Regions from separate parts of the Sorghum bicolor genome. Here region 2 is linked to region 1. Evidence: chromatin contacts called from public HiCAR-type data. All regions are on one chromosome and are shown on one strand. The core of a region is the stretch at or near the end of the contact, and the rest is flanking DNA. Distances in the headings are between cores, read along the strand shown.

What was found. HiCAR-type assays count read pairs that join an accessible place to other places.
Region 2: a contact with region 1 is called in a HiCAR-type map of leaf, with 5 times the contacts expected there. The contact joins the promoter of LOC8059251 here to the promoter of LOC8061389 in region 1. A contact is called at or near these places in 1 of 4 Hi-C or Micro-C datasets (leaf mesophyll) and 1 of 1 datasets of contacts at active chromatin or transcription factors (leaf).

What each region holds. Positions count from the first base shown.
Region 1 is chr1:681,945-686,878 of Sorghum_bicolor_NCBIv3, reverse strand. It overlaps LOC8061389 (inactive poly [ADP-ribose] polymerase RCD1), which reads right to left and starts at 2,227. Exons shown (of 8, transcript XM_021457901.1): 1 at 1,854-2,227; 2 at 660-993; 3 at 1-335. The coding sequence starts at 172.
Region 2 is chr1:405,897-410,800 of Sorghum_bicolor_NCBIv3, reverse strand. It overlaps LOC8059251 (probable carbohydrate esterase At4g34215), which reads left to right and starts at 3,209. Exons shown (of 1, transcript XM_002466017.2): 1 at 3,209-4,378. The coding sequence starts at 3,374. The coding sequence ends at 4,210. It also overlaps the pseudogene LOC8061377.

The DNA of each region.
Region 1 (4,934 bases), core at 978-3,477:
TCTTACAGTTAGCTCTGTCATCAAATGTTGCAGGGTGTTTTCTTGGATCATGCTGAGAGAACACCATCACATCATTGCCTTCAGGGTGCTCCATAGCAGTCTCATGCTTTCGCTTGCGAATAGTAGCTTTCAGAACATGTTCACCCAATGCCAGAACGTTCCTCTGCTCCATTTCTTTTATAGAGACTCAACCCAAACCAAGTAGTTTTCTTTACAGATTTACACACTACTAAGTCAAGCAGTTAGCTTAATCTAGCTAATGATACCTAGACTCTGTTAACATAAAGTTAATTCCAAAACGAGCCACGCTATCCAAAACGGTAAGTGAAATGGACCTGAGACCAAAAAGGAAAAAAGAAGAGGGAAATAAAAATGAATGAAATAGATACACGAAGAAAACAAGAGGAGAATGAAAGTGTTGTGCGTAAACATTTATTTACAATTATAGTTACAGGGCACAAAATGCATGAGTTATTAACTTTAGAACTTCCCTTGTTGACATATTACTATTTCTTCCTAAAGTAAGTAAAGACCTTTTTCCCCAGTGCCCATATTATTTGATGTTAAAAAGTTATCGACGCTTAATTGAGTCCAGGGAGTTTTCTTGTTTGCAAACCGAATACGACTAGTAAAACAACTCTGCCAGAGTGATTCTTTACCCCACGCAGAGTAGAATTGTGTGTGCTCCACACCATCTCTCTGGATACTGCTGCTCTGGTAGAGCTGATGGCTGGTGCAGCCACACAAGGAGGCAGCAGAAGATCATAAGACACAGAAGCGTGCCAACCCTGCTTCCGCAACAGACATTACCGGCATGTCTGTGTTGTAAAAAAGACCCTTCATATCTTTGGCTCTTCTCTGTGGCCATTTTCCTAGGACACAGAAATGACAGCCACAGCGCTACCCCCGTAACAGTTTGATGGGAGTAAAAGCACCTTGTCATGTTGACGCAAGAACCTCAAATATAGATAGATGACGACGACCCTTGAGGCCCTGACGTGCAAAGCTTGTTATGCTCATTAGGCCAGAATTATAACATTTAACAATAAACTTTCCAAACACTTCCTCTAGAACTTGTACTGCATTAGTTTGCTAATTAAAAGTTGCACGCTGATGACCAGACACCCAAGGTTGACTGTCACTGGTACTTATATTACAGTTAATATAAAACATTGAACAATAAACTTTCCAAACACTTGTCTAAAACTTGTACGACATTAGTTTGCTCATTAACAGTTGCACAGTGACGACCAGACATCCAAGGTTGACTTTCATTAGTACTTACAGTAAATATAGAACATATACTTCACTCAGTTACAGATCACTTGTCCAATTTTTTTTAAACAGTTTCAAATCAGTTGTGAACTTAACCAATATATATAGTATCGTGCGGTGCTGTCCAAAGACTGCACAATACTAGCAAGATCATATATGATACGTCAGCGCTGCTAGAGTCATGCCTAGGTCGATAAGTGCACTAGAATCGTTCATAATTCATCATTGGGTGCAGGAATCGCTTCCCTATTGCCCTATTGCTTTGCTTTGTTATGTAGTCAGCGGGGCGCTGCTAGTGTCAATTGGTCTAGAATGTTGTTCATCCTACCATGAGGCAGCAAACGCATGATGACAGGTAAAGATTAGGAGCACAAACTAGCAACTAGTATACAATAACACAACAGAAACGCCGGCAGGGCGACACTAACTAATAGTACATGATACATCTAATACGCACTAAAAGAATCGCCTCAGAATAGCTTAATTCAATTCAATCGATCCGAATTAGCATACCACATAACAGGATCAACAAGAGACCAAATTAAGGGGAAAGGGAAGGGGAAGGAGGTAAGCAATACCAGTGGTAGGTCATCGGACCCGTCACGCGGAAGATCGGATAGAGATAGTCAGTCAAGCTCAAGCAGCGGAACGGATTGGACCGCAACACAAGAATTCTTCCTCTTGTTGTTTACTCTTGCGGGCTAAATTAAACGGCGCAGCGCAGTAGTAGATGAGGGGAAGTGAAAGATAGGCAAGCAGAAAACCGCGCCCTGGCCTTTTAAGGCGCCGCCACTGCCGGCGTCTTCCTCCTCCCCCCCCCCCCTGCCCCGCGGCGTTCCTGTGGGTGGTGTGGGCAGTCGGCTCCTGCTTTCCCCTCTTCCTTCCTCCCCTGGGTTGGGGTTGCGTTTCCGTTCCGGTGGGCGCAGAGAGAGGAGAGGGGAGAGCGAGCGAGCGAGGCGGCCCCGGGTGCGACTCCCGCGTACATGTAGCGACGGGCCGACACGGGCAGGCGCCGCATCGGGCCGTCCGTTGCGTCCTGTGGGCGGGATCGGACGGCCCCCCCTTTGGTGGGTCCAGGTCGGCCGGCCATCGGTTTGGGGTTTCTTGGAGAGGGGGGCGTGGACGGTGGACTTGGCCCACCGCTTCTGCCGCTTCCGTTTCCGGGAAGCAGGAGCCAGGAGGAGAGGAGAGTGTGATGCTGGCCCACAATTCTTTTTATATAAATAAATAAATAAACAAATGGTATGGTCTTTATATTTTGCTTAACCCAATTGAATACTCTACTATTGTACCAGTGGTTTACCTTTGGTAGACGCGTATGGTTTCATTTCTTCTCTCTCCTCTTTTCTTAGGCCTTATTTAGTTTATGAAATTTTTTAGATTTCGCTACTGTAACATTTTTAGTTTTATTTAATAATTATTATTTAATTATAGACTAACTAGATTAAAAAGATTCGTCTCGCAAATTACAGGTAAATTGTGCAATTAGTTATTTTTTTTATCTATATATTAATGTTTCATGCATGTGCCTCCATATGTGTTTGTACTAATTGTTATGGTCTACAGTTACAACATGAAGGTATGTATGTCTAGATTTGGATTTCTGTTTCAGACAAAGGATTTTGGAACTTTAAACTAAATAATAATAATAATAATAATAATAATAATAATAATAATAATAATAATAATAATAATAATAATAATAATAATAATAATAATAATAATAATAATAATAATAATAATAATAATAATAATAATAATAATAATAATAATAATAATAATAATAATAATAATAATAATAATAATAATAATAATACCAGGGACAGAAATATCAGTCTGTCGTCATGCTTTTCAGTTGGTTGACATAACATGGTACTACTATGAATAGTGAAAGCGAAATCTCAGGAGAAAAATAATAAAATGAAAATGAAATCTGACGTGAAAAATAATTTCTTGGAACCGAGACCTTTTGCCCTTTCCTTCTTATTTTTTTTAAGGTAGCCCGTACCAAAAAAACAAGGCATAGTAGTTGGGCCGGCCCAGCATCTCTGCCGAACAAGAACCAACAAAAGTTATCGACCCATACAAATTAAGGCCCACATCCAACCGTTGCCTTCTCTTACGACGGCGGCGGCTCGCCGCTACAATGACGATCGACGACGACGACGACGACGTGCCACGCCAACCAACTCCAACCAGTGCAACTCCCTCCGTCGTCTCGCCCGTCGCTATCTCGACCGGCACGCGCAGCGCAGACCAAACTCCGGCCGGCCGTCGCCGTCGCCGCCACCACCTCCACCTCCACCTCCACCCACCGATACCCCGGCCGGCCGGCCGACAGCATTCAGGCGGCTCTGCGGCGCCCACGTACTACACTCCTCGCTCATCACCCGGCCGCTCTCCTAGCCTCATGCGTATGCATTGCTTGCCATTCGCCAACATTCGGATAAATTAAATGTGCCAATAATAATTCCGATAGATCTGAATAATTTATGTGTACAGTCCCTTTTCATTAAATTCAATCCTGCCGAACTGCCAGTGCCAAATTGCCAATCACCACTCCACCCACAGTGCTACACAACAAAACACGACAAGGGATATTTTGATATTTTTAGAAAAGTCGTCTTATAAATGGAGGGAGTAGATTTGTTCATCTGGGTAAAACTATTATATAATTTAATCCATTGCCTGCTTCAATTATTTCATGAACTACGTACTCCCTCCATACCTATAATAGGTGACGTTTTAGATCAAGAATCAGTTTTGAGAAAAAAAAAATGACGTTGCCGCCATGAGAGGCTTAAACATGACGCGTTTGTCCCTACACCGCGTGCCTCTTCAGCTGCCGCAAGGCTCGCGCGCTGGCTGCGCATTAAAGGCCCACACCTCTCACTGCTGGCCTTCCGCAAAAAAATACTGCGCTGATTGGGTTCAAACTCTGCACCCCGCACAATGGGACTCACAGGCTGCTGCTCTAGCCACTTGGGTTCAACAACTTTCTTGTTTGAAGAGCAGTCATGACTCTGTTTATTTAATAGGGGTAGAGATAGAAAAATACCTTCTAATTAATCACTCCTTTGTAAGCACAATCATGTCCTAAACGTCAAGAATTTCAGGTATGAAGGGAGTACCTAGGCTAAAAAACAGAAACATTCACTTTACAACATCGTCCGACATGAAAAAAAAGGTGTCTCTTACCAGAACAAGATCTGGTTATGACCTCAATTCGGCGCTGCTATGCCCACAAGCCCCATCGGGAGGTTCAATTAGTGGATCCAATCGACAATATTGAAACAATTAGCGGCAACAATGCACCACTGCCCATGACTATAGGTCGAGTAGGTAGTTAGCTAGATTCGAGTTCTAAATTTAATGTGGTGCTCACATTTTTTCTAGATTCTACTAGGTGTGGCTATTCTTTTAACTGTAGGTGATAGGTCCGTCAACAATGAACTAATGTTTCATAGGTGCTTATAGGAGTTAGGTGTGTGTGCGCGCGCGCGTTCATGGACTAGAGGCTTCCTAAGGAGCTCATAATCTTTAATTATACTTGATCAAAATATTATGTTTTCATTGAAATTGTTAGTCAAAGTTTAATGTTGTAGACCATTTCAATGTCCTAAACGGCTTAGAATGAGGGGATTGGTACGTTTTACAAA
Region 2 (4,904 bases), core at 1,960-4,459, 280 kb after region 1:
GCGTCGGTGATTCTCTCCTTCGCGCGCGCCCTGGCCGCTGCCGCGGCGCCGTTTGGGGCCACGCTCTCGTTCCTGTCCACTGCGTCCTCCCTCGCGCAGCTCCGTAAGGCCAGCGCGGCGCCGCCGGGAACGGGCTCCCAATGAACCTGCGCTTCGTCAAGGTCCCCGACGGGGCGCCCGCGTCGGCTGGGAAAACCGTGTCGGTGCCACGGCAGATTAGCCTATGGAGAACCTTCTCCTCTTGGGCTTGACCACATGCATGGCGCTCCTGTCACGTCCGTCGGCGATGCTGGCCATGTCCTTGGCCCACCCGCCCTTGAACGGGTTCAACTGGCTCAACGTCTGGGACACCGACCCCAAGAAGCTCGCCTTCTTCCCCGCCGCCGACGCCGGCACCAGCGACGCCGACGCCAACGACGACCTCGACCCGCTCCCATTGCTGTGCTGCTGCATCCCCGACACGTACGCCCGCATCCTTGCCAGCTCTGACCTCAGCGCCTCGTTCTCCCTCGCCAGTGACGCGTCCGCCCGCGCCTGCGCGCGAGCCTTCCCGGCAGCCGACTGCGACTCCCACCCTCCTCCCTCCGCACCGTCGCCGCCGTCGGCGCTGCGGAGCTTGAGTTGGTCGTAGTAGAGCGCGTCGAGCAAGGCCTGCAGCGGCAGCCGCTTGTTCTGCGGTGCGTGCAGGCGCGCCTGGTACGACAGCCTGAGCGGGTCCATGACGCTGCACACCTTCTCCCTCTCGATCTCGTCCAGCCCCGGGTGCGTCTTCAGGTAGATGTCCACGGCGGTACAGGCAGTCGTGCGACGCCCGCGCGTCCTTGGGCACCGCGCCCGCCACGCCCACGAACTTGGAGATAGCCAGCGACTCCTCCGTCGCCATCTCCGCCGCCACGTCGTCCACCGTCTTCGCCACCTTCTCCAGCGCGCCGAGCTCGCCTGCTGCTGGTCCTCCGGCCAGGGACGCCCGCCGGCCTGCCTGCGTTTGCGTCGGCGGCTGCGACAGTTCATGGCGGCCGCGGAGGCCGGCGGGGTGAAGGCCGGCCCGCGTCGCGGCGGGCGACGCCAGGGGTGAGCTGCGTGGTGGGCGACGCGTTCGTGTGGCCGGCAGCTGACGCGGCCGCCTCGTCGGGGGCGCCGTGGGTGCCTGTGTGGACGGCCGGAGCGCAGGATGGAGCTCGAGTGCTCCGTACGTCCCTGAAATGGTAGCTCACCGATCAAATCGGAGGGATCCAGCGCTGAGGTCGTCGTGCATTGAAATCTGCGCCGCTTTGGAGGCTCCGGCTTCAAAGCTTCGGCTTGCCGTTGTGGATTCCTGTGGCCGGCGGCTTGCCGTGGCTGTGGATTTGCGTGGCAGGAGAGGAGCTGTTAAGTTGATTTTGGGTGTTGGGCTGGAGTTGTAATTGATTTTGGATCCCTGTTTTTTGCAGACCAGCATGCAAATAGAAAAAATAGAAGCCCAATTTGCATGCTGGGCTGGAGTTGCTCTAAGAGGGTAAGATGTTCCATTGGTAAAAGAGATCTTTATTTTTCAAAAGAATATGAAATCATTTTATCGGGCCCGTATTGGTTCTCTAGACCGGCCCATTTACGGGGCTGGCATACAACAAAGTGTATTCCTTAGATGGGCTTTATAGAATTGGCCCGCCTCTGTTCTCTTTGTTCCTTTTTTTTCTCTCTCTTTTTTTCGCCCTTTGTTACATCAGCTTCGCAATTACTCCTGTGGTCCGATTCCGATGATCTACAGATGGAAGGATCGTGGTCGTGGATGTGATCTGGAAAGAGCATGGCCCACACACACAGTGAGACTGCCCTGGATTGGATACGGATAGCTGGCACCGCGTGCTGTGGCCGCACTAGGACAACATCGCCACATCGCATGTCGTTGACATTTTTAGCCATGGGCAACATTACCTGTCCACCTATTTTCAGCATAAACTGATGCTCTAAGATCCATCCTAAAAAAAGAACTTTAGTTCCGGCACCTGACAAAATGTTTATATATGAAGTTTTTTATTCGACGTAGATACTCGCATTTTTAAGACTTTAACTAGACCCACTCAGATTTAATATCTCAGTTTAACATGGGTGCTTATTTTTTTTATATATTTATTCTACCATTTAAAAATAACTATTTTCCAGTGATATGCGGCGCCCGTGTTGACTTATGTCAGAACTTGAGCTTGGAAGAAACGGCCACGAACTTGGCTAGAGGGTGCTTTGAGAAGAGAGTAGCCTAATCTTAATAAAAAACGGTGAATACAGTATCCATCTAGACTCCATGCATACCGTCGCTCGATGGAGGACACATGGAGTCTGAATGCACATGTGTCAACCAATGAGCCATGGTATACACAAAGTCTGGATAGATACGATATCCACCATTTTTTCCTAATCTTATGTCCTTGTCTAGGGTATGATCGAAACATTTTGCAACTCATCGACCTAGCTAGAGGGTTGTTAGAATGTTGGTTAATTACGATTAACATTAGAAAGTGATAACTAACAAACCGGAATCCGTAGTAGCGATTCATCTATTTATTTTAGTTTGATAAGTTGTTTGTTTGTTTGTCTTTTTTACATAACTAAAAACATAGCTCGTGCTTTGCTATGAGAATTGCGAATTAGTGAATTTGTGTGGCATGATGTAGACATTGGAGTCCATTAAAATCCACTTGGATCCGTTTGAACCACAACATTTGGAGCATTGGTGGATTCTCGGTTTGCCTATTTTACAGAAAAGCCCTCTAACGAATCTACAGTCTAGTTAATCGTCCCTATAAGAGAACGAGTCAAGGAGATGGAAGACAACGAGAAGAAGAAGAAGTATACAAAACGCGTTGCGGGTGACGATGCCGGGATTTGTGTCGTCTCCCCATTTTGTGTTGTGTTGTGTGTGGCCGACCTACTGTACGTGACAGCCTGCTAGATGGATAGAGGTAGGATCGTATACGTACGCAATGGAGCAGAGGCAGACAAACGGAAAAGGGCACAGCAGGCCAGCTTTTATGCCACGATGGATGGATGGATGGATGCGGCGGCCGCCGATGCGACAGGGGTGGTGGGGATCCATCCATACATGGCAGACAAAGGAAATCCGTGACCCACGCCACGCGCGTTGCCGGTGCTGCCCCACTGCCGCTCCGCTCCGCGCCTCCCTTCCCTTCGCTACCACCACCGCCACCGCCACCACCACCACCACCACCGTAGGAGTAGTTACAGCGGGTAGTAGCTGCCCTTCCTGTCTGTCCTTCCCGCTTCTCTACTTAAAGCGCACTTCACTCGATCCAGAGCATACCGCACCGACCGACTGGTACATCTCCCTTCACGTGAGTGGAGAGTGCAGAGTGACAGCTAGCTAGCTAGCGCCAATATGGCGCAACTGGTGCCTGAATTCATCTCCCTCTTCCTCCTCATCCTCCTGGCCTCCGCACCAGCCGCCACGGCCTCCAGCAGCCCCACGCTGGTGTTCCTCCTGGCGGGGCAGTCCAACATGGGCGGCCGCGGCGGCGCCACCAACGGCACCTGGGACGGCGTCGTGCCGCCCGACTGCGCCCCGTCCCCGCGCATCCTCCGCCTCTCCCCGTCTCTGCGCTGGGAGGAGGCCCGGGAGCCGCTGCACGCCGGCATCGACCTGCACAACGTCCTCGGGGTCGGACCCGGGATGCCCTTCGCGCACGCGCTCCTGCGCCGCCACGGCCGCGTCCCGCCGCACGCCGTCGTGGGGCTCGTCCCCTGCGCGCAGGGCGCCACGCCCATCGCCAGCTGGTCCCGCGGCACGCCGCTGTACGACCGCATGCTCAAGCGCGCAAGGGCCGCCCTCGCCAACAACAACAACAACAACAACAACAACAACAACAATGCTGGATCTTCCAGGCTCGCCGCGCTTCTGTGGTACCAGGGCGAGGCCGACACCATCAGGCGCCAGGACGCCGACGTCTACACGTCCCGCATGGAGGCCTTCGTCCGCGACGTCCGCCGGGACCTCGGCATGCCCGACCTGCTCGTCATCCAGGTCGGCCTCGCCACGGGCCAGGGCAAGTTCGTCGACATCGTCAGGGAAGCGCAGAGGAGGGTCAGCCTCCACAACGTCAAATACGTGGACGCCAAGGGCCTGCCCGTCGCCAGCGACTACACGCACCTTACCACGCCGGCACAGGTGCAGCTCGGCAAGATGCTCGCCGCCTCCTACCTGGCACCCACGCTCTGACTCACTTCTGCTTCTTCATTCTCATTCTACAATTGCGATTCCGTAACACAAATGTTTTTGTTACAGCGCAGTACCCATTAACCGCGTTGTACTGTGTACGTACGGGATTATTAATCAACCCAGTATTAACTGTTCATTTCTGCCCAATCGATGCTCTTCGTTCATGTTTTACTGCTGCTACTATTCGCACTTTTATATGCTCCTCCCCGTTGGTTACTGTTGAATGATTTGATTGATAAACTCAAGCGAACAAGCTAAGTCTACAACCATGCTAACAACAAGTTAAACTTGTACGGAACATGTCAGACGTCATGCTGTTCAGCGCCTAAGTAACTGCCCACTAATGGCAGCAATAATTTAGCACTACTTTTCAACGAAGAAACAATGTTTTCTTCTTCAGTATATGCTCAATTTCAGCGAAGTCAGCAATTCAGTTTTCAGCCAAGTCGGCAATTCAGTTTTCACAGCATGTATTCTTGCTTTAGGTCCAAAGAGAGAGCTCTACGAAAGAAGGTTCACCGAGGGCCTTGTTTAGTTCCCAAAAAATTTTGCAAAATTTTTTAGATTTCCTATCACATCAAATCTTTAGACACATGCATGAAGTATTAAATATAGACAAAAATAAAAACTAATTGCACAGTTTGGTCGAAATTGACGAGACGAATCTTTTGAGTCTAGCTAGTCCATGATTGGA